4 separate regions of the Mus musculus genome follow, and all the other regions are linked to region 2. Evidence: chromatin contacts called from public promoter capture Hi-C data. All regions are on one chromosome and are shown on one strand. Each heading gives the region's core, a stretch centred on a gene start, on an enhancer-like site or on the middle of the called end of the contact. The rest is flanking DNA. Distances are from core to core; before and after follow the strand shown. Region 1 holds the start of Asap2 (ArfGAP with SH3 domain, ankyrin repeat and PH domain 2). Region 2 holds the start of Iah1 (isoamyl acetate-hydrolyzing esterase 1 homolog). Region 3 overlaps Asap2 (ArfGAP with SH3 domain, ankyrin repeat and PH domain 2). Region 4 overlaps Asap2 (ArfGAP with SH3 domain, ankyrin repeat and PH domain 2).

Region 1 (5,690 bases), core at 889-3,388, 200 kb after region 2:
ACTTTAATTGCAACTCCTATTTGCCAGGCTTTCCAACATCTGCCAGTATTACTGATACCTAACTGATTCAATACAATGAGAGAAGCGTCCTAACTTTATAAACATGGGCTGTCTTTTAAGGACATCACACACAAGTGTCCTTTCCACAGAGGGAATCCTACCTTTTTGGATGTAATCATTTTCATAAGCATTAATGATGTATTTTCAAAACACTGTGACTATCTTCCTAGTGCTTTTCAAGGGCCCTCATGGGGGAGGGGCTCTCATCCCCCTCATCCCCCACCTGCCTCATTAAAGGCATCAGTGGCACCTAAAGGCCAGGCTGAGAAAAGTGGACTAAAGCAATCTGCTCTCACTGAATTTGCTACAAAAGACTTACAAGCAGATCTTTGGGAAGACAGGAGAGAGAAAAGAAAGGGGATGAGGGTGAAGGAGAAGAACAGATACCCTAGCTCACTTCCAAGAGCAGGATACTGAACCTAGTATTTTTCATTGAGTCTAGTCCTGACTGTGTAGGTCTACAAAGACAAATATTTTACACGAAAGAAAAATAGTCTAGTTCCCCCCCCCCCCAGGCGAAGCCTAATAGCGAATGCTTTGTTCAAGCAAGGGGAAAGGATGTAATGACATAGCTTAATTTAAAAGCTCTCCGAACACCAGCCTCTGACACAAGTATTTTAAAATATCTACCTCGATCTTAAAATTCTAAGCAAAAGAAATGTAGTCATCGGTTCACTACTGCTACACATGTGTGTCTCGTTCTCGTACCTATTGTGAGTCCAGCTGGACGCACATGGCCTACAGAGCCGAAAACACGAAACTCTAAATTCTGTTGGGGAGGTAAAGAAAATGATGTAAGTGAGGCTTTCCCAAGTCGCGGACAGCTGCGGTCCCTGGACTCACACAGCCTCTTCCAAGCCTGCTTCAATTTTCAACCCAAACTGCTTCCTTCTTGCAGTCCCTCTTCCCCGGGATCTGGAGAGCTCGCTGCTTAGCCACTCAATACAATGACTATGCATCTTGAAAGCCCTTACTAAAAGCAGGCCTTTTCCAGGTTAAGGGCAAAGGAGCTGACCATACTGTCAACAGGCACCACACAGGTAGCCCAGAGGCGGCCACCAAAGGCCTTTTGGATCTCAAAGCTCTGGTTCTCCACATCCCTCGACAGCGCTGCTCTGTGGCACGCAGTGGGAACTGCCAGGCCTCCCAAGATGGGATGGGCACCCGTGCCTAAGCAGCTTGGGGTCCCCTGGATCTGCTCTGCTTGTTGGCTCAGAAGCCACAGCTGCCCCCGCCGGGCTACTTCTGGAACAAGTTGGAGAGGTCCGCGCAGGGAGACCCATCTCTCCGGGGCCCGTAGAGCTCGCAGGGGTCCCCGGTTCGCAGCCGCCACAGACTCAGAGCCGAAGTTGACCTCTCCGAGGTGGGAGCAAAGGACCTGAAACCCTGCGAGGGAAATGGGAACAGACAGGAGCGTTCCCAAAAAAGGCCCAAGGTGGCCTAGCAGCCTCTCCCTAGAGCAGGGAACAAAGGGCTTCTGTGTCGGGCACTGCTGGCCCGGCTGCGTCCGGCTCTGGGGGACCAGAAACTTTTCCAGGGTGTGGGCGCAGGCGGAGGGCACTGGGTCTCGGGCACCAGGCGCGAAAGCCCAGCGGGTCCCCAGGACGCAGCGGGATTACCGCGACCCTAGCCTCCCGCCCGGCGCCAGCGATGCTACCGCTCACCTCCTCGATGGCCGCCACGGTGTTCCGGCACTGGGCCGTGCGCGTGGTGAAGCTAGAGGCCGTGGGCGCCTTGTAGTCCTCATGGGTCTCGGCCACGAATTCCGACACGGAGATCTGGTCCGGCATCGCTGCAACACCGGGGCGCGGACTGCCGCCGCCGCCTCAGTCGCCCAGGGCGCGGGCTCCGACCCCGCCGCAGCAGCCGCTCAGGGACACGGACAAAGAGGAGCGCGGGGCGCGGAAGCCGCCGCAGGGCGCGGGAGCCACCGCGGGACGCCCGGTGGCAGCAGGGGCGCGTGCAGCCCGCAGCTCTGCCCGCTGTGCTCCTGGAGCCGCAGCCGCCGCCGCCGCGTCCTCTTCGAGCGAGCCCAGACGCGGGCGCGCACAGCCGGCGGGAACAACCCGCCACCAAGCCGCTGGCCCGGACGCCTCCCGCGGAGAGGGGCGGGCCCGACTAGGGAGGGGGCGGTGGCCCGATGGGCGGGGCGGGGCGCAGGCCTGGCCGCCAATCGGGGCGCTCGCCGCCACTGCGCCGCCGAGAAGCTGAGGCCGCAGGAAGGAGGGCGATGTGCGCTCGGGACTGGTCAGCGGCTGTGTGCCGCCGCATTGTGTCTGCCTTCGGGACGTGCTGGGGTTCGAGGGCGCGCCCTTTCCCGGGCTGCGGTGCCGGCTCCCACCCCGCACCCGCCATGACCTCTAGCAACATTACCCAGAGGGCGTGGAGTGGAACCCGGGATACTGGCTTCCCGGCTGGAGGGGAGCCCACCCTTTTGCTCCCCAATTCCACCCTTGGCCTCGGAACCCCCTGAATTCCCCACCAGAACCTCAGGAAAGGGCCAGTGAGACAGTGTGGGTAGCTCGCCCCCTACAGGACAGTGAAATCCTCCAGGGCACTTTAGCGGGACAAGATGTAGGGACCATGTGTCTGTGCACCTTCTCACAGCCTCAAGAAGCCAAGAGTAAAGGCAGGTATTTTGCATAGGGAGGTGACCATGGTACAAGCCGAAGGGGAATTCAAACCCATGACCTTCGACTTGGAAGAATACTCCAACCCCTAGTAAGCATCTTGTTCCCTAAGCTTGTACATTTAGGGACACTCCCAGTTACTTGAAAACAGTTTTAGGGTGCTAGGCCAGGCTTCACCCTGAGGAAATCATAGAATGCACTGATTGATGTGCTGTCGGAAGTGAGGGATACCCAAGAGAACCAGAGGTAGAGCATGGTTGGGGGTGTGTGTGAGGTATTGTACCTGAAGGTTCTCAGAGAGTACTCCAACCCACAGCTGACTGATCACAGACACAACTGGGCCAATAAATCATTTGAATTAGGACATTTTCGTCTATAGCTCATTCAGAAATTCTCAGCTGTATTTTAAAAACCCAGAGGTTCTGAAGACACTAGTCAAAAATCACACCCTCTAACTCCCCGAGGCAAGAGGCACGGTTACTGCTGCTGCCAACAATACAGCCTAGAGAAACTTTACAAAAACCTTTTGTATGTCTGAAAAGGAGGGAATGTGAGGGACATTGTAAACCCAACATGGGAAATAAAAGTGGTCTCCTACTGCCATAGGACAGTAGACCAGTCAATCTTTTTAAGGCTCCCATGTACAAATCTGCTGTATGAGGTGGCAGCTGGGGTCAGACATTATGTATGGCTTCTGGTATTTTACCAGCACTGCGTGTGAATAAGTTCAGCCTTCAAAAATAGCTGCGCCAGTGGGTAGCTTTTATTCCTGCGCAAGGGAATAAATTGCAATCCCAAAACTCTGCAACTCTCTGCCACTTTCCACTGTTGTGAACATCTTTCCATTTAGTGTCTCAGGAGCACACCTATCTCAGCATGTATAACTCGAGGGTATTGTGTTATAGTACAGGCTCTCCTGCACAAAGCAATCTTCTGATCCCTCTGCCTCTCTTCCCACCTATAAGTCCTTTTGTTCTGCTCTGAAATTGAAGAATATTCCCTGTGACTTTTCAAGGTTTTATTTTTGGAGACCTGGTCTCTGTGATGCCTTGGGAAGTTAAAAAAAAGTAGTGTTTTTCCTTGGCATAATATAGTACCAGTCAAACGAATCAATGTGTCTAACACACACACAGACACACACACACACAGACTCACACACAGACAGACACACACACACAGACACACACACAGACACAGATACACAGACATATACACACAGACACACACAGACATATACACACACATACAAACACAGGGACACACACATACACACACACAGAGAGACACAGGCACAGACACACACATACACAGAGACACACATACAGAGACACACACAAACACATACACACACAAACACATACACACACACAGACATGAACATAATTTAAAGTTTAAATGTTGAACAGGAATCAAGAGAACACTACCCACTCTTTTGTATGTGGTACTGAGGATTGAATCCAAGGTCTTGAACCTATAGGCAAGTGCTCGGACACAGAGTTACTACCCCAGCCCTCATTTACATATTTTTAATGCATCGAGAAAAGAAGATGCTGATATTACCATTAGAGACACGGACACCACTAAGTTTATTTTTAAAAATACCTGAAATATCTATTTTTTAAAATAATTCTTGTTGGGCATGGTGTCACATCCCTTTAACCCTAGCACTCCGGAGTCAGACACAGGTTGGTCTCTATGAGTTTAAGGACAGCCAAGTCTACAGAAGTAACTTCCAGGATAGACAGGGCTCTATACAGAGAAACCCTGACTCAAAAAATATATAATAATTCTCAAGGATAAAATTGTCCTAAAACTGAATTAAGGCAATATACAATTTCACTTATCCCATACCATACAAACATTTATGTTTTGCTGTAAAATATAAATGCCTTTGATCACACAGTGTTGTTTTAGACCTCACTAGGGGCTGGTTCAAAATACATACCATGTAAAACTATGTTACTTTTAAAGTCTGAGAAATTATGAATCCATATATATTTGAGCCTATATTTTTCATATAAAAGACTATAGTCCTATTGTTTTTTTACCTTGGGTGTACTGGTCTGTTTTTGTTGCTATAATATACCTGAGGTTGAAATTTTTGAAGAAGAGGAGGTTGGCTAGGATGTTGCCCAAATGCTACATTGTTAGTGCTTATCTGGAGTATATAGAGCCTGTGGATTCATCTCTACACCGGGAGATAATAAGAACAGCAAGGGGAGGGGAGAGGGGAGGAAGTTAGCTAGTGGTTTTGGAAGCTGCCCTGGTTAGTTTTGTCAACTGGACACAAACCTAGATATAACTAGAAGGAGAATCTCAGTCAAGGAATTGTTTCCATCACATTGGGATTCAGACATGTCTGTATGACATTTTCATGATTATTAATTGGTGTAGATGGTCCAGTCCACTGTGGGTGGCACAATTCCTAGGCAGGTGAGCCTGGCCTGTGTAAGAAAGAGGCTCAGTAGATCAAGGAAGGCAAGCCAGTAAGCACCATTCCTCCAAGGTCTCTGCTTCTGCCTCCAGTTCCTGCCTTGGCTTTCCTGAATGATGGTCTATAACCTGTAGCCCAGTTAAACCCTTTCCTTCCTCGAGTTCGTTTTAATCAGTGTTTTATCACAGCACAGAAAACAAACTAAGACAGAGGTGTACAGTCTAATATCATGCAGCCCCTTCCATGTAGCTTCACTTAGGTGGTAGCATAATGTTGACATTATTTACTTGTAAGATTGATCACAGGCTGGAAGCCAGAAAAACAGACATCAACTCCCTACTTTAGAACTCGCTTTAATGAGAACTAATGGAGGTTCCCAAGAAAACTCCCTTAATTGCTTCCAAGGATAGTACCCATAGTGTCCTAACTCCTCTTAGTCCCCACCTGAGCCCCACCATGACACCAAGGCCAAGGCTCCAATACAAGGACCATTAGGGGACAAACCACATCAGAGCAGTAGCAGAGAGAGAAAGGGTTTGTTATTGCAGGAGTTGGGATAAGCAAGA
Region 2 (5,883 bases), core at 1,796-4,295:
TGTGATAGCCCTATGATATTCCTAGGCCTCTGTGTTCTCTCTCTCTCTCTCTCTCTCTCTCTCTCCCTTCCTCTTCCCCTCCCTCTCACCCCTTCCCTGTTCTCTCTGCCCAAAGATTTCTTTATTTATTATACATAGTACATTGTAGCTGTCTTCAGACACACCAGAAGAGGGAGTCAGGTCTCATCACGGATGGTTGTGAGCCACCATGTGGTTGCTGAAATTTGAACTCAGGACCTTCAGAAGAGCGGTCTGTGCTCTTACCCTTTGGGCCATCTCTCCAGCCCGGCCTTTGTGTTTTGAAGACAGGCTGGCCCAGACCATGCAGTGATTCTTCTGTCTCAGCCTCCCCAGGCTAAGACCACAAGTATGTGCCACCACACCCAGGCAGGAATATATTTTTGCAAATTTTCAGTGTCACAGAGGAACTGTTGAGTTCCGAGACACAAAGAAAAGACTCCTTCCTCTTCAACCCATTTACTTGCATGGCTCACAGCTCAGGCCTCGGAGGCTGGCTAGGAGATTTTCAGTGTCCAGGTCTTTTCTCTAGGTTCCCCATCATCCGTAAGGCTGATGTGTAGGCTATGATGTAAGACTGCCCTACCTTCACTGACACTGGCTTTAACCCTCTGAAGCTCACAGTGTGCTCACTGGGAGCTGAGGTAATGGCAGGTCTGCCTCTTAAACTAGCCGTGAAAACCAGTCAAGTGTGTAAAGTCGCTCATCAGGCTTGCTGCCAGTCAGGCTGGCACACAAGCACTAGGCTCTCCGCAGACTCCGTGCGAAACACAGAGAGTAAAAAGCAAAGTTACCCATGAACCATCCTGGCCAGTCTTTCTCCATAATCACGTGATCTCCCATCACTTGAGAGGTAGAGGCAGAAAGATCAACTAGCCTTAGCTACTTAGTGAGTTTGAGGCCAGCCTGGGCTACAGGAGATCATGTCTCAAAAAATCAAACAAACAAAAAAACTAACAAAAAAGGACCCTTCTTTGTCACTAGAGGGTACATGAGCCTAGTCCTCCCCAAAAAACCAAAAACCTAACAAAGAGGACACTCCTCTGTCACCAGGGGGCGCATGCCCCAGAAGCAAGCCTTCTGCTGCCAACTGTATCAGCTGAGGACTTAGAGGGCAGGAACAGACAATGAAAAGTACTTTCAGGTGAGTTCAAGGAGGCGGTCATATGGGAAATGAGCCCTAGAGTACCTGAGCCAAATCTGACCACATCAAAGCCCAAAGAAACCCACACAGGCGAGCGAGCCCCAGGAACACTCAGTTCCCGGGAAAGCTTTCTACTGGGAGATACAGAAGCAGTCTGGTGGGAGAGTAATATAAACATGTATTTGTTTGAGTCCAGGCAAACCAAAGGTGATCTAGGGATGTCCTTACCTTTGAGTGAAGAGTCATTGGCACCAAAGAAGATTGTAACGGCCACTGGGTTTTCCATCCCAGGCCCTTTCCTGATAAGTCTTGGGAGGATAATCTTGGCCCATCTGGTGTTATAACCTGAAAATCCACGATTCAGAACATCACACTTTCTGAAAGAAATTGGTTAAAAAGATGGGTTATGAGCTAAGAGCATAACCTAGTCCTGGGAGCTGTCCATAATTAACCCGTGTTCTGTGAACCTTATGGGAACGCTCACCCTGCCCAGACTCCTCATGTCCCTCAATGAGATATGAATTCCATACAAGGGTCTAATTCTATACATTTTAGTGGTGACTCAAGGTACATCTAAAATGGACTTTCCGATAGACGTTAACCAAACGGGTACAGAACGTTAGGAACCCACTAACAGGCTGGTTTGAAAGGTTCCAGGAAGGCAGAGCAGCCAATACAAGTGCTGCTGGTTCCCATGTGGTAGAAACTCGATTTTGTTGAACCTGAATTCCTTTCCTTTAACATGTATCCAGGAGGGGAAAGCTAGCAGATAAAAGCCTCCACCATTCACTCTGACTATGCTTCCCACCAGAAAGTAGCCAAGTACAATCTAGGAACTGTTCTTACCTGACTAGTCTGTCAGCCAGCAACGAGCCCCATCCACCCTGCTGGAAAGAAAACTGAAGAAAGAAGTCTGTTACTACCCACACAGCTATACACTATGGCATGGTGGTGGGCCAGGCCTGTTAGATGCAGACTCCGTTTAGACACTCCCAGGCTTCTTTCTTGCCTTCCTTGCTTGGGAAGGTATTTTGAGAATTACTGTGGCTTCACTTGGAAACTCTCTGGACATGAGAGGGTTTTACTGTGACCTAACATTAGAGACATTCGTTATCTGAACAGCAGAAAGCTCAACTATGTTGAGTCAGCTGACATAATGTTATCCCATTTCTCCACAGCTGAAAACTAAGGAAGCCTATGCTCTATTGATTTCCCTGACAGTCATGGCAATCCTCCAGCAGTATTGCGCCATCTCGCCCACTCACAAAAACTTAATGCCCAATATCTAAAAACAATGTTGCCAATTACTAGGGAAAGCCAAGCCCGCGTACGAGTAAATTGTGGAGAAGCGTCTTTTTTTGTTTTGTTTTGTTTTTTAATCTCCCTGAAGGAAGGCATCTTGAAGAATTTCCTCAATCGGGAACTATATGTTTTCAGATAGGGTTACTTTTTCATGCTGTTGAAAGCATTGTTTTCAAAAACCACTTGGTACTGGACCTAAGCCGCTTGAGGAAGAGAGGAGTGAACTAGTCGGTTCAAAGTTCAAAGTAGCTTCGGTGAAGAACCCGCAGGAGGTTGCAACCAAGCGAAGGCGGACCCTTTAAGCTCCCGTGCACCCCGACGCGCACCGGGCCATCCAGAGTCCGGGGGAGTCGGGCAGCTCGGGATCCGTACCGGCTCGCGGAGCACGGTGGGGTGGGGGAGAACCGCGCCTGGACTGCTCCGACACGCACGCGGATGCAGCCGAGGGTGCGGCGGGTACCTGCGTGATGGAGTCCCCGAAGAGCAACACGCGAGGCCAGAGCAGAGCGCTCCCGCTAGCAGCTCGCTCGCACAGCGACATGGTAGAAAGCCCAAAACCCCGCAGGGCTGCGCCGGATGTGGAGGAGCCTCGCGCCGTGGGCGGAGCTAGCTGCGGGCGGGGCTAGCCGTGGGCGGGGTGAGCCCCAGATCAAACCTCTTTGCACTCAGGTCTCCTGAAGCGAGTGTCCCCGGCCGGGTGAGTCCTGCCACCGGTTCACCCCAACCCCGCCTCTCCGAGACTGGGGATAGCTGTGGTGCTTGGAAATCTCGTTTTTAGCAGGAGCACTCGTCCATTTTTGGCCATGCCCAAGTGGAGGATTTCCTCTTCCAGTACTGGACTTGATGGGCACAGTAAAAGATAGAGGTGTCTAGGGACCCTCACTGTAGACCGCCTGACTTCACGGTATCACATGCCCCAGCTATTAAAAGGAAATTTCTAGTTTTATGTAATAAATTTTTGTATGTTATGGGGGCCCTAGGCTTTTGGTATAGGCCAAAAACATGGGAATTTGGCTGTTTTATAGAAATTTCATTTTAAGGAAGTCAGATTTACACTGTTAGCAAAGCACCGGAGCGTTTACACACCCAAGAGGGTAGGTAGACAAGACAGGCTACATGGGCGAAGTTCTTTGCCTTGATAGTGTGCTCTGAAGGAGAAGCACTCCCTTGAGAAGGGTGACAATCCCAGCAAGGAACTGAAGTGTTGCTATTTTACATAGATAGCAAACCTGGCCTCCAGGTTCTTTCAGCATCGCTGCTCAGCCCCTACCTGGTACCCTGCCCCCAACCCTGGACTGTCCAGCACAGGGGCTGGACTCTTCTGTAGTAGTCAATGAACTTTTTTTTTTAAGATTTGTTTATGTATATGAGTACGCTGTTCAGATGGTTGTGATTGTTGGGAATTGAATTTAGGACCTCTGCTTGCTCTGGTCCAGCCCCAAGACTTATTTATTACTATATGTAAGTACACTGTAGCCATCTTCAGACAGCAGATCTCATAACGGGTGGTTGTGAGCCACCATGTGGTTGCTGGGATTTGAACTCAGACCTTCAGAAGAGCAGTCAGTGGTCTTACCCGCTGAGCCATCTTGACAGCCCTGGGACCAGTGAACTTGATGGCCCAACAAACCTGCGTTTTTTATGTACTTGAATCTGGCTTGAACTGACTAATTTTAACATCAGAGAAACATCACTGAGCTCCACCCACTTTCTCCTTGGTCTGAATTTTATGTCCTTTAGAAAACCAGACTAATGAACTAACTCACACTACATCTGAGGCATAAAACCCCATCTCTGAATTGAACATGTAGATCCCATAACAGATGAGTCCTAAAAGTGGTGGTTTTAGAATCATAAGCCAAGGAATTGGGTAAGGGTGTGGAGAACAGGGGTTTCAAAGCTGTGGCACAACATTTGCATTCAACTCAAAACTCAGATTTGCCAGTACAGACCAGAGGAAGACAGACGGAGAGCTGAAGATTTCAGCATACACTGCGGAAAGTGCCTGGAGGCAGACTCAGTGTGGTGCTCAGGCAGAAGTGGCTCCCTTGAGGATTAGTTGGAGAATAAAGGACACATCAGTTGGTGGTCCTGCAGTAGTCAAGCCATCTGATGCAAAAGTAAACAGGCACCCCCGGAGAAACTAAGGTTATTTTATTTGAAGAACAGAAGTTAACTCTTGGCTGAGTGTAAAAAAGTCTGGGAGTCTGGGAGGCAAGGCTGTCAGTGCACCGGCGTCAGAGCCTCGTACAGTCTCTGGGCGGCCAGTTCCACCATTTCTCGGAGGGATTCATCATCTTCACTTCCTTCTTCACATTCTACAGCCTGAAAATAAAAGCGCCAACTTCAGCCTAGAATTATCCCCTGCATGAAAATGAGCACTCTAAGCCCTGGAGGCAGATTGCCAGGATATGAGCCACAGACTCACCCTCCTGTCACCTGCAGTATCTCTGTCAACACAGTGACTGGAGAGCCAAGGGTGGGGTGGGGTGGGGGTGGGGGATGCCTAGAGCTTTGGACCAAAGAAAGCCCCCATCTCTGTTCATTTCTTGATGGCCATGCAACTGAGCCCGTGTAATACGAATTACTGAGCCAGCAATGAACTTGGTGAATTGTTCACCGCTGGGTGTGAATTTGACTTTAACCATCCAACAGCCACTGCCTTGCGGCTGCTGATTTAAACTGTTAGTCTCACTGTACACACGGTACTCCACTCTTGTTGTAGCCCAGGCTAGGCTGGAGCTGGGGATCGTCTGCCTCAGCTCCCTGAGCAGTGGCTTACAGACATGCATTACATTACCCACCGAGCTTAGAGCAGCTCATGTGGTACAGCCCAGCTACAGAGCACAGTTCCAGCCCAGCCTGGACTATAGTGTTACTGTTTTAAAGCTGGTGTAGTGATGCCTGCCGGATACTCCAGCAATGGTGAGGCTAAGGCCAGCCTGGACTACAGGATAAGAACCTATCTTGTAAGACCCAAGGCTTCGTTCCACTAAGGCACTCACCATCTGAGCCACCAAACTGCTCCATCTAACTGCCAGGGCTGCAGTCTTATTCCTATTGTCACCCTACTCCTCAAAAGTCTTGACACACTTGGATAGCTACGTACCCGAGTCTCCAGATTAATATTTGCTGTTTTCCCGTCCACTGTGACACTGAGGACGGAGTCATCTTTCACACTGACACAGTCTTCTCCAAATATGTCCCTTTAAGTGAACAGAAATTCGGCATTACTGGGAAAGTCCAAATTCACCTGTTTGGGGAGGAGGTCCAAGTCCTTCTCTAACTCGTCCAAGTTAGGATGCTTTTAGCTGCCCAGGAGACATCAACTTACAACAACTACTAAAACAGCTCGACCCACGAGAGTGCTGTACTGGTTTTGCTTTTGTTTTTAATTTAATACTGAGGATTAAGCTTGG
Region 3 (5,511 bases), core at 563-3,062, 170 kb after region 2:
TCTGAGTTTGAGGCCAGCCTGGTCTACAGAGTGAGTTCCAGGACAGCCAGGACTTCATAGAGAAACCCTGTCTCAAAAAACCAAAATAAATAAATAAATAGAAAGACAGACAGACAGACAGACAGAAAGACAGACAGACCGACCATCACTAACACCCTCCATGGCCTACTCTCCATAGATGCCTACTGGGAACTACATACATGCCACTACATTCCCACCCCCTCGGTCCAACAGAGTAAGTAGCCAACAGACTTGTCCTATCAGTCCACAGATGAAAGCTCACATCTGACCTAGGGCTGCATGAACTATTCCTATCCTGGTATGGGTCCAATTGGTACTGGTAAAATGTATCATAGAGCATTCTGTGTGTAAAACAAGAACTGCATGCAAGCACACTGTTTATACGATGCTCCTGGAAGAGCCTAGGGGAAAGGTTTTCCTCTAGAACACTATGTAGACCAGGCTGCCCTCGAACTCACAGAGATCCACCTGCCTCTGCCTCCAAGAGCTAGAACTAAAGGGTTAAAGATGTGTGCCAACACACCCAGCCTAGTGTCACATATTCTCAGACTAACAGCCCACTGCCTGCTCTGCCTACTGATACAGCTGGGTGGTAACTGGCAGTCGCAGGCACTGTTGACACCATGCTTTAACTGTATGTAGTGACAACCCAGTGAGCAATTCTGTCCCTAGACACAGCAAATACCAAGACCCTTATAGAATACCTTATAGAAATTCCAGCTGGGCGTGGTGGCGCACACCTTTAATCTCAGCACTCGAGTTCGAGGCCAGCCTGGTCTACAAAGTGAGTTCCAGGACAGCCAGGGCTATACAGAGAAACCCTGTCTCAAAAAACCAAAAAAAAAAAAAAAAAAAAAAGAAATTCCAAGGCTATAGAAGGGCCTCATGTGAAAGTTCTTGACTCTATCTAACACACTATCTATGTAGTGTGTTAGGCCCTTGTGAGTGCTGACTGTAACAAACTGCTCTGCAAGCTGCATGGGTGTGCTTGTGCATACATGTGTGCAAGGTGTGTACATGTGCCTGTGTTTCCTTCTCCAATTATCTGTCTACTGTGCATCAGGAAAGCCTAGAATTTCATTCGTGAATTTTACAGAACCCACTGTCTCTGCATAGGTTAGCATTCACCTTGCAAAGGCAAGCCTTTTACCTGGACCCCTGTCTCACAGGTCATTTTGTAAAATTTCAGTGTATTACAGTTTTTAGAATCAGGTACTTATTATAAAAGTAATTTTCCACCAATTCACCAAAGAAAGGTTTATATACAGTTACTTCATAAAAGCATACATCCGTGCTTCTCACTGAAGAGGGCTAGGGGAGGCCAGAATTCCCCAATAAACTCGCCAAATTATTTGCTACTTCAACTTCTCTCAACACTAGACTGTGAGCACTGGGTGACACAGATTCAGAATCCTGGGTGACTGGGGTCATAATTCAGATTGCCTCATGAGTAAACAAACATACCAAGGAGAGAATGAATGAAGAGTACATGCCCCGATGACCTACTTACAATCTGGATAAAACCAAAACAAGCTTCAGCTTAGCCCCGCTCCCCACAGCTCCTGCAAAGACATCTTTACATCTTTGGTCTTCTACCAACCTAGAGCTGGGAAGCATGTTAATTAAATTTATCTTTGTCATGACATACAGCTTTTTAAATAAAATATGATTTTTAACAGGTACTTCCCTGATTGAGTCACACTTTCCAACAGTGATTATAATCTGTGCCTTACCCCCAAACTCCAAGGTGCACTAAGGGCAAAGCACTCCTATTCGTGGACACAAAGGAAAACACTTCTGTTAAATCAGACCCGCCCCCAGGTCCAGAGTGTTAATCACTGCGTCATGAGACCGACCACAGACACATCCTCTCAGCAATAGTGCAGCCATCATTGAGGGCAGCCCCTGATGAAACAGGCACACAAGCCACGATGCCTCCTTTCTTCCCTGGTTTCTAAACTACAATTATTCAATCATATTAATTGTACAAATTAGTGGGTTTCGGTGGAAACATTTCTATACATGCATACAATCGTGTTTCGATGCCTGTTTTATTTTTAGAACAAATTCTGTTCTTTGCTACTTGCTATGAGTCTGTCGTATTCAGGCAGGAGCTAATAAGCACAATGGTCTCACACCAATTTAACAGCTACTATGAGCACTCACACAACCAAAATCTACCTTCTTAGCTTCATGCTGCCCAAAGGGTGTAAATTCCCACCATAAATGAAGAGGAGGGGGCAAAAGAAAGAGCTGGAGCAGAAGAAACAGAGAAGATGATTAAAATGGTTATCAACCAAAGATTCTCTCCTGGGCCTCGCCTGGCATTCAGAGGAGCCACAGGTGTTGTGTTTGGGTCCAACAGTGAACCATCTGGTCACCAGCTCTCCTCCCTTACAGCTTCTGGACGGACTCAGAGAACCACACTGTCCCAGCACCAGACAGGTGCTTCACCATCCAACTGGGCACCCTGCTGCAGGATTCTGGACCTATTCACGGTCCTCAGCACCCAGTTCCCCAGTGTGTGACCCTAGAAGCAGATTGCCACAGGTTCCTGTAAACCCCAGTACACTAGTCTACAAACTGTGACCAAACACTACTACCGTGTCCACACTGGGTGAAGCACAGGAAGGGCAGCTAACATTCAGAAGGCCCCGAGCCTGTGCCTCCTGGGGTTCAGGCCAGATCTCCATCTGTGAACCACCAATTATGCTCCCAGGAGGCCACAGTCCAAACACTACCCACCCACCCTGCTGTCTGGCCAGGATGAAAAGTGTCATTCCAGCACAGAGCCCAGACCTTCAGCCTCATTTCTGAAACAGGAAGGCATCTTACCAGATGCCTCTGAAGGACACACAGACCTTCAGCTCTGTGTCTATGAGAAAAGTCAAGCTAAAAGAGGCACCTGGCCCAGGAGTACAGCACTACCCAACAGAAGAAGCCTATTTGAAATTCACAAACATCCATCCAGTAACAAAAGTCCAGTTCCCTTGCCTGTTTCCTGCCCATAGGATCATTCTCTGCGGTCTACATCAAAATGTCATTCCTTTCTGTCTGTCTCCTCCCTTGCCTGGATTCTGCAGTGACTAACCTATGTAGATGCTTACAACTACTTGTGGGCCGAGTTGAAACTACATGCGTTCACAATAGAACACCTACGGTATTTCTATGCACAAACATTAATTTAAACGAACCAATTTTGCTTTCAGGTATAGATGCATATTCTTTAACTCCATACAAGCATCTCAGAATTACCCATTGCCTGGCACACGAAGCAGCAACTGGACAACCACTCCGCAGAAAACCTGTCACCCAAGGCAACCACAAACACAAAGGATGAACACGGTCCAGCCAAAATTCTGCAGAGTCATTATTTGATATGGAGGTAGTCCCTTCTGGAACAAGACTGAATTAAGACTGCTGTCCTAAAAGATAAATAAGTGAGCTCATACAGTTGGCTCTGGAATGTGATTTTGCACTTTTTTTTTTCTGACAAATATAGATAGATAAGTCTATAGGGACTCACTATGAAAACCTTGTCTGAATCATGCTAGGGGACCATCTGGTTTGTTTCTTACCCTGACTCAGTTCCTTTCCTCAACCTTTCCAGTGGCAGCAGGGCCATGGCAAAGAACACAGAAGAAGACCTGTGTCTCCGCTGCTCTAAAGCCCAGGAAGGTTACGGAGCCTCTGGTCAGTTCACTCTGTTAATATAAAGACACAGTCATTGGTGATTTTAGTGCCACTCACAAGAGTCCAAATGGTTGGTGTTTGAATGGTATACAGGTACCATGGAGGAGAAGGGATTCTCTACTCTTTCAAGGATCGGAGCCTCAGCTGCTTCATTTGTATACACACACACACACAAGTACACACAAATGCACAAACATACACCGGCACACACCTATCACTTCCCTTAAAATACCCTGAAGTAGCACAACAGCAACAGTCATAATCCCCACGGGTGAGTATTCCCACGACACAGCCGATGTCGGTAACTCTGAATGTGCTCTATAGCTGAAGAATCCCCAAGTACCAACACGACACCGGACTCCGCGCTTTCCCTACGCATAAGGCGAAACACAGTCGGTAGCTTCTAGAAATACAGCTCACCACACTCACAAGCTAAAAAGGGAGAAACATATGGTCAGCTCAGCTGGTGCAAAAGTCGCATTTGACAAAATGAAACACCCATTCATGACAAAAATCTCAGCCCTCTGGCAAGGAGGGAAAAGGAACCCTCTGAAGCACAGCCACACAGAGAGCCCTGCAGCTAAGGCAGGGGAGCAGTGAGAGACTCAGAACCAAAGCAGCGGCCATACCCCCCGCCCCACCCCAACACCTGCTCTTACAGAAATTCAGGGCAGCAAGAGGGAAAGAGAAAGGGAAAACCAACCGGAAAGGAAGGAGTCAAATATGGTGTCTAAGAAAGACACTGATCAAGTACATGGAAAACACCCAGCAGTCTACAAATCGCTATGGAAACCACCAAACCATCAAGAGGGCTCTTAAAGGCTCCTAAAGGACACATCTATAGCATAATTATGGTAGTGATTCCCAAAAAGCACTCTCAAATCAAAAACTGGTGAATTTTAATGCATATAAATTACACCACAGAATAAAGGGTTGTGGGAAAGGAAGCAAATGTCTCACTACTCCACAGCCAACAGGCTGCAGCCCTGCTGTCTTCCTCGGGCAATGCAGCAGGAGGCAGTGGAGTTCCCCCCACCCAGGCCAGCTTCCTGATTGGGGACCCGTGAGTCAGAAGAAGTCCTGAGGAAGGCACTGGAAATAATACAAGGGATGTGAAGCTTCCAGCTTCCTGAGGCCGCACACAGGCCATATAAAGTGAATGGCTACAGCACTCGCTCTCCAGCTGTGAGCCACCATCAAGTGTCTCTCCAGTCTCTAATCTCAATACATGGATGGAGGCTGAGGCAGGGTGACTGTCTCAAGGGTGAGACCCAGTGTGAAAAGCAAAACTTTATGGGTAAGCGTTAATAACACAGAAATGCAGTGCTAGAAGTCCAACTGACACACCAAGGGGCCTCCCTAAGCCTGGCTCTGTAATGTCATAGGGAAACTGAGGTGGCTCCAGCAGAGAAAATGACTTGCCCAACATACATACAAAATTCTGCCAAAGATCAAACAGACGCTGTTGAGATGGAACAAATTCAAAACTGCATATAATTTGGATTTGTAATTTATATACATAACTAACAAAGTGATCCATACATATAATCCCAGCACAGCTGTGTGACTCCTCCCTCTGAGGAAGGAGGAATCCTGCATCCAGGCACAGGCCTGCCTGAAGAACGGCACACTTGGAACCTCAGGCTAGACCCTGAGCCTTACCTTACCCAGCAATCCTGCTTTGGATGGGCACAATGGCTACTCTGACAATCAAAGGAAGAAGGACAGAGGCTGGAGTAGGCTGCAGCATACTATACATACTGGGCCAGCAGCAAGCGCCACCTCCCTCCTGAGGAC
Region 4 (5,391 bases), core at 198-2,697, 150 kb after region 2:
CTAACTTACTATGTAGCTGAGGATAGCTTTGAACTTTTGATCTTTCTGCTTCCACTTCCTGTGCTAGAATCACCTGCACATGCCACAGGCCCTGGGAACCAAGCCCAAGCTTCACCTCGTGTTCTCAGCAAATGCTCGAGCAACAGAGCTCTCCCCATTTCTGCGGTGATTTTGTTTTTCTACGGTCTATAAGTCAAGCAAACAGTACTAGATAGTTAGTGGGTTATGCTTGTGTGTTTACTCATTTTCTTTCCAAACTAGGAAATGATAGGAGAGGTGAGGAACACAGAGAGAAGTCTGCTGTCACTCATAGCACACAAGCCTCGTTTCTGCCTTCCAATCTGATGGCGTGGGCTCATGCTAGGGCAGACAGAGGCAGGGAACTGTTCCTGAGCCAGACTACAGATAATAAAACCTATTTCTGGAGTAGGTGTCCCAGTGTCTCTGATCTGTATGCTCAGTACAGGAGGCTCAACACTCACTGGCAAATGGTGACTTCACTCCCTACCCGCCCCCAGGGAATAGCGAGGACTCACCCAGCCCAGAGATATTGATTGCCTTCACAGATTTCTTCATTTTGTAGAGAACCATCCGGTCCACGTCCAAAGCCTAAAATAACAGGGAATATGTGAATTAATAACATGTTTGCATACAGACCATAACTACCAGCAGCAGCAGTGAGAACCTTCTGGGATCCCTCCCGTAAGGCCCCCGGGCTGCTTCTATGGGCTGGGTCTTTGCATAGTTTAGTCTTTCAAAGCACACAGAGTAGCAGTTCAATTGTGTTACAGGAAACCAACTGGAGAGTCTCAGGCACCTGGAGCTTACAAGCTGCCTCTGCCCACATCACCTGCTGGTCTCGACACTCTGCATCCAGGTCAGTGAATCCCACAGCCACATCTGACAGATGGCTCTACGACATCTGGGCTGTCCCTAAGCCCCTCTGTCCCTCTCACCTTGAAAGAAAGAGCAGTTTCAAGGATAGCAAGTGCCCCTCCCCACAAAGAGGGCTCTGCCCTGCCCCACCCTGCCCTGCTGGCTCCAAACAACAGGCAGCCAAGTCACAGAACCAGACCTGCCCCACACAAATGCAGCTCCGTGCTTTACATTTGTGAAGCTGTGTTCAGGAAGCTTGTTCCTAAGCCTCTCCAAGCCTCAGATTTCGCATCCAGAATCCAGCTGTAACAGGCTGGATGATTAAACAAACACTCGCATGGTTAATATTCAGCAAATATTTACAGAGCCACCTTCAGAGAGCAGCAGTAAGTGGCACTTACAACATCTGCACATAGTAGGTGTTCAACAATGGGTACAGTGACTCATCAAACTTGGGGATTTATTCTCAGCTAAGCTTCCACCAAAGAGAGAGCTCGAGCACTCTCCCACAACTCAGTTAAACAGCGAAGTAGATCAAAGGAAGACAAGTGGCTGGGACAGGAAACTGAGCACACTGGGGACCGTGAGAGTGAGACCACGTGAGCAGTAATGGTGGTGACGATTTAAAACACCCAAGTGACCTGTCATCTAAAATCGCTGAATGGGCTTCCAGCATTGGCTTTTGTAAGTCCTCCCTCAGTCTGAGGTTGCAATGGCTATTTTCTGGGGGGTAAAAAGACAGGTGAGATTGGAGTTGACAGTTTTAAATAGAAGAGTGATCAAGAGGCTCCAGATGTAGCAAAAGGGGGTGGGGGACTGTTCTTATTACATTACTGTGTGTTTGTCTCAACACACAGGATATACTCTGAGTAACCCCTTAGGTATGTCAAGATCAAACCCTAGCCCTAGGCAAGCACACACAGAGATAAATATCCCAGGTTTGGTTTTAAAGACAGCCTTGCCATATTATATAGCTCAGGCTGGACTTGCATCAAAATTTCTTATAGTGAGTTAGCTTTTTGTATATAGGGAATGATTTTAAGTGTATGTGTCCCAGAGATATGCTCCTGCCTCAAACTCAGTGCTGGGTTATAGGCCCTTGCTACCATATCTGGCTTTTTATGTGAGATCATGGTGTGTGTGTGTGTGTATGTGTGTGTGTGTGGTGTGTATATGTATGGAGTGCTGCATATCTGTGGAAATCAGAAACGGACATGAGATGTCCCCCTTCATCACTTTCTACCCTACGCCCTTGGGGAAAGAACTGTTTGGGTCATTTAACTCCCAGGATCCACCTGGCCCCACCTTCCAGCTCTGGGGTTATGGCTATGCCTGGCTTTTTTATGGTGTGGGCTCTGGGTTGTTTTGTTGTTGATTTAAGACTGAGGGCCTCATGCTTGTATAGCTAACTCTCTTACCTACTGAACCATTTCCTTAGCCCCCAAGGGAACTCTTAATGTTCCTGGGTAGTCATCTCTAATCCACTCTGGACCTTGAGATATAAGAGGGCATTTTATATCTCAAGGGAAACAGTAACTAACTCACAAAACACTGCACTGAACTGTCCCTCACAGCCTCCCCGGTCTTCCTCAGTCCTCCCCAGTCCTCAGCCTCCAAGCAATGTTTGCTCAGCCTCTATCAGAAACACTGATTCCTAAAGAGCCACCGCCCATGTGTTGGGGAGCACAGCCTGACAGACAGACATGAATCAGTGTGCTGTCACAACTGGGAGTTCCCTTCCCATGTGACAGGTCCTTGCTACAAAGCACATTTGATCTAGTAAACATGCAGTCCACGACTCCTGCAGAAAACTGTCTTGACCAGCCTCTGCAATCGACCGGAACTTATATGACCTGTATTTAAACAAGGGCCACCCTCCCCGGACCCTCCTCACAGGCAGCAGAGGACACCCACAGCAGCAGGGCTGAGCTCCCTGCAAGTCACTCAGCCAACAACACTTGCCAAAAAGCTTTGAGTGCACAGTGTAAAAGGAGAAAACATCCCACGCTTCCCGGCACTCACAACACCCAACTCAACTGAGCAGTGCAATCTCCCTGTGCTCTGAGCTTTCCTTCCCCTCCATCCATGCCCCTGGACTGTCTTCTTCACTTCTGGTTATCCCCCAAGCTTGCCCCAGTGAACTGGTTTACACTCACCCAACTCACTGTTTTCTTCTACCTCCCAACACTGTTAATTCCCTGGAATAGCCTCCTACCTCTTGACCCCCAGCTACACTGGCTGGTTCACAGCTTCATCTGGTCCTCCAGCAAAGCCCCCCCTCCACCACCCCCTCTCCACCCCCACCCCCGGTTTTCCCTCCACAGCAACTCATCTTTGGTTGGCCCACAGTACCTATGCTTGTTCAGGTTTTCAGCTGAGATTTACTAAGCACCTGGTACGTGCCTGATGTTTAAGCTGCTAGTGGAGATGCAATGGTGAACAAACCAAGAAAAGGATCCAGGAAAGATAAACGCCCAGTAAGAGCAGAAGGCCAAGCCTTGCCAGTGACCTGCTTTGCCAACCTTGGATGCCGCCTCCAGCACCAGCACTGACAACTGCCATGGCCTCTGCTGAGCACACAGTAACACTGGAACACACTGAGCCCTGTGATATACCAATAAAACTGCCTTTATTGCTTGTTACCTTCCCCAGTGACCTTCTCTAAGGCCAGGGGTTAGTGTATGTGATGGTTTGTATATTCTTGGACCAGGGAGTGGCACCATTTGGAGGTGTGACCTGGTTGGAGTAGGTGTGTCACTGTGGGTGTGGGCATAAGATCCTCACCCTAGCTGCCTAGGAGTCAGTCTTCCACTAGCAGCCTTTGGATGAAGACACAGAACTCTCAGCTCCTCCTGCACCATGCCTGCCTGGATGCTGCCATGCTCCCACCTTGATGGTAATGGACTGAACCTTTGAATCTGTAAGTCAGCCCCAATTAAATGTTGTTTTTCATAAGACTTGCCTTGGTCATGGTGTCTGTTCACAGCAGTAAAACCCTAACTAAGACAGTGTACATGTAGCATATACATCCCATTGTGCACCAGAGAGCCTGCCAAGGAATGGGACTCTATTAAGCCATGGAGCTTCCCTGAGAGAGTGCACTGTAGTAACTCAGGGCCACTAGAGGCAGGCAGGAAATAATTTCAGGAGTGGCCAAAGATGAAGGAACTGGCTGTTGCCACACTGGCTTGGAAACCAATCAGGCTTCATCTGTGTGTTGGACTCCTGGGTAATCAGCTAGCAGGCTGACCTGCTTCTCTCCAGGAGAGTTAATTGCTCTGCCCACTGGTAATCCCAGGTCACAGGGCACATCTGTGTCTGTGGCATATAGCTCAGTCCTGTTCAGAAGCAGGGGCTGGAAGTGGTGAGTTACTGAGGTACCGGGATCTGGCACTCTGTAACCAGCTGGAACTCAGATGACGCCCCACTCAGTGCTTTGGAGACCACGTTCTCACCAATCAAAGACAGCACAGGCATCTTATGCAAAGACCCTCCATCTGCGTCCTGTCCCTGTTGTTGAAGGGAAGCCGTTTCCGGCCTCGAGAATGAGTACATAAACATGCAGGAGCTGCTGCTTTCCCCTGGCTCTTCAGCAGAGAGGGACGTGAAGGTGAGTTTGGCACTTGGTGGCAGAGGTAATTATAATTGAAACCCACACAAGGGAAAAGTGGTTCCCTCCCTTCTAGAAATGTACCCCCATCACGGCGTGTATTTATAGATCATCAAGATTAAACCAGTCAGGAGAAATGAGTATGATTAAGACACAAAGACTCGTATCTATGGTCTATAAAAAGCTTTGCCAAAGCCTTATAGCCAGAAAAATAAGAAGGCTTTTGGTGGTCTCCAGAAATCAAAGGTACCTGCAATGTGGCTAAGACTCTAATGGTCACCTCCCACCATCCCTTCTTCCACAACTACTCAAACCCAGAAGGAAAAAAGGAGACAACCCTACACCCAGACGTGTAGGCAAACTACCAGCACACAGAACTGTAAAAGTCAATAAGGGCGTAAAAGAGGGCTGGCCTGGCCCGCAGCTGATGCCTGGCCAAACCCTATAAACTCAGAGGGACTAGACTCAAGCTGGCCTCTAGTTTGTAAAACAAGCTTAACAGATTAAATTTATTGCATAAATAAGACTGTAGGGATGTGTCTCAAATATTTCCAAGGAAAACAAACAACTGTTGGAGTGGTAATTGAAGATAGTGAGCCAGGAGAGGGAGCAGAGGCTATGGTGTATGGGTCACAGCAAACTCACTGCCAGAGGAGAGACCCTCACACCCCTGCTCTCGCTGCATTTTCACACCTGGTTGCCCCACACAGTAGTCACAAGCTGCAGGGGGTTCAATTAAAGTGAAAAACATTAACAGTTCACGTCTGCATACAGCTGGCTTCAGAGAAAGCTTCAGCCACATAGACCTTCTGATGGTTCCAGAATGTCCTTAGGGCTCTTCTTCCTCTGCCTCTGAAGGTCCCTCTATGCACTTGAGGGCCTCTCCCAGGGCCAGGGAAACCATC

Evidence for each region. Promoter capture Hi-C pulls out the DNA fragments that hold promoters and counts their contacts.
Region 1: a contact with region 2 is called in a promoter capture Hi-C map of liver. The contact joins the promoter of Asap2 here to the promoter of Iah1 in region 2. A contact is called at or near these places in 20 of 39 promoter capture datasets (the 3T3-L1 cell line, 3T3-L1-derived adipocytes, the C10 cell line and 11 more), 1 of 484 Hi-C or Micro-C datasets (nephron progenitors), 6 of 115 datasets of contacts at active chromatin or transcription factors (bone marrow-derived macrophages, craniofacial prominence, embryonic stem cells and 2 more) and 2 of 9 other capture datasets (adipose tissue and liver).
Region 3: a promoter capture Hi-C map of liver shows a contact between it and region 2. The contact joins the enhancer-like site here to the promoter of Iah1 in region 2. A contact is called at or near these places in 9 of 39 promoter capture datasets (the C10 cell line, cranial neural crest, embryonic stem cells and 6 more), 1 of 484 Hi-C or Micro-C datasets (embryonic retina), 2 of 115 datasets of contacts at active chromatin or transcription factors (pancreatic cancer cells and stem cell-derived neural progenitor cells) and 1 of 9 other capture datasets (adipose tissue).
Region 4: a promoter capture Hi-C map of liver shows a contact between it and region 2. The contact joins the enhancer-like site here to the promoter of Iah1 in region 2. A contact is called at or near these places in 9 of 39 promoter capture datasets (the C10 cell line, cranial neural crest, embryonic stem cells and 6 more), 2 of 484 Hi-C or Micro-C datasets (CD4 T cells and embryonic stem cells), 2 of 115 datasets of contacts at active chromatin or transcription factors (effector CD8 T cells and pancreatic cancer cells) and 2 of 9 other capture datasets (adipose tissue and liver).

The regions. Positions count from the first base shown.
Region 1 is chr12:21,108,204-21,113,893 of GRCm38.p6, reverse strand. It overlaps Asap2 (ArfGAP with SH3 domain, ankyrin repeat and PH domain 2), which reads right to left and starts at 2,138. Exons shown (of 29, transcript NM_001135192.1): 1 at 1,725-2,138. The coding sequence starts at 1,850.
Region 2 is chr12:21,313,554-21,319,436 of GRCm38.p6, reverse strand. It overlaps Iah1 (isoamyl acetate-hydrolyzing esterase 1 homolog), which reads right to left and starts at 3,045. Exons shown (of 6, transcript NM_026347.3): 1 at 2,925-3,045; 2 at 2,009-2,061; 3 at 1,391-1,539. The coding sequence starts at 3,005. It overlaps Cpsf3 (cleavage and polyadenylation specificity factor 3), which reads right to left. Exons shown (of 18, transcript NM_018813.3): 17 at 5,574-5,670; 18 at 4,381-4,789. The coding sequence ends at 4,688.
Region 3 is chr12:21,138,997-21,144,507 of GRCm38.p6, reverse strand. All of the region lies in intron 1 of Asap2 (ArfGAP with SH3 domain, ankyrin repeat and PH domain 2), which reads right to left. Among named protein-coding and RNA genes, the nearest start is that of Asap2, 30 kb to the right of the region's middle. Within about 2 kb of position 1,812, at least 29 of the 459 cell types and tissues checked have an H3K27ac peak or open chromatin away from gene starts, as enhancers often do. A contact at or near this core is called in liver and pancreatic cancer cells, where this site is marked.
Region 4 is chr12:21,163,422-21,168,812 of GRCm38.p6, reverse strand. It overlaps Asap2 (ArfGAP with SH3 domain, ankyrin repeat and PH domain 2), which reads right to left. Exons shown (of 29, transcript NM_001135192.1): 2 at 537-609. Among named protein-coding and RNA genes, the nearest start is that of Asap2, 54 kb to the right of the region's middle. Within about 2 kb of position 1,447, at least 109 of the 459 cell types and tissues checked have an H3K27ac peak or open chromatin away from gene starts, as enhancers often do. A contact at or near this core is called in adipose tissue, effector CD8 T cells, embryonic stem cells and 2 more, where this site is marked.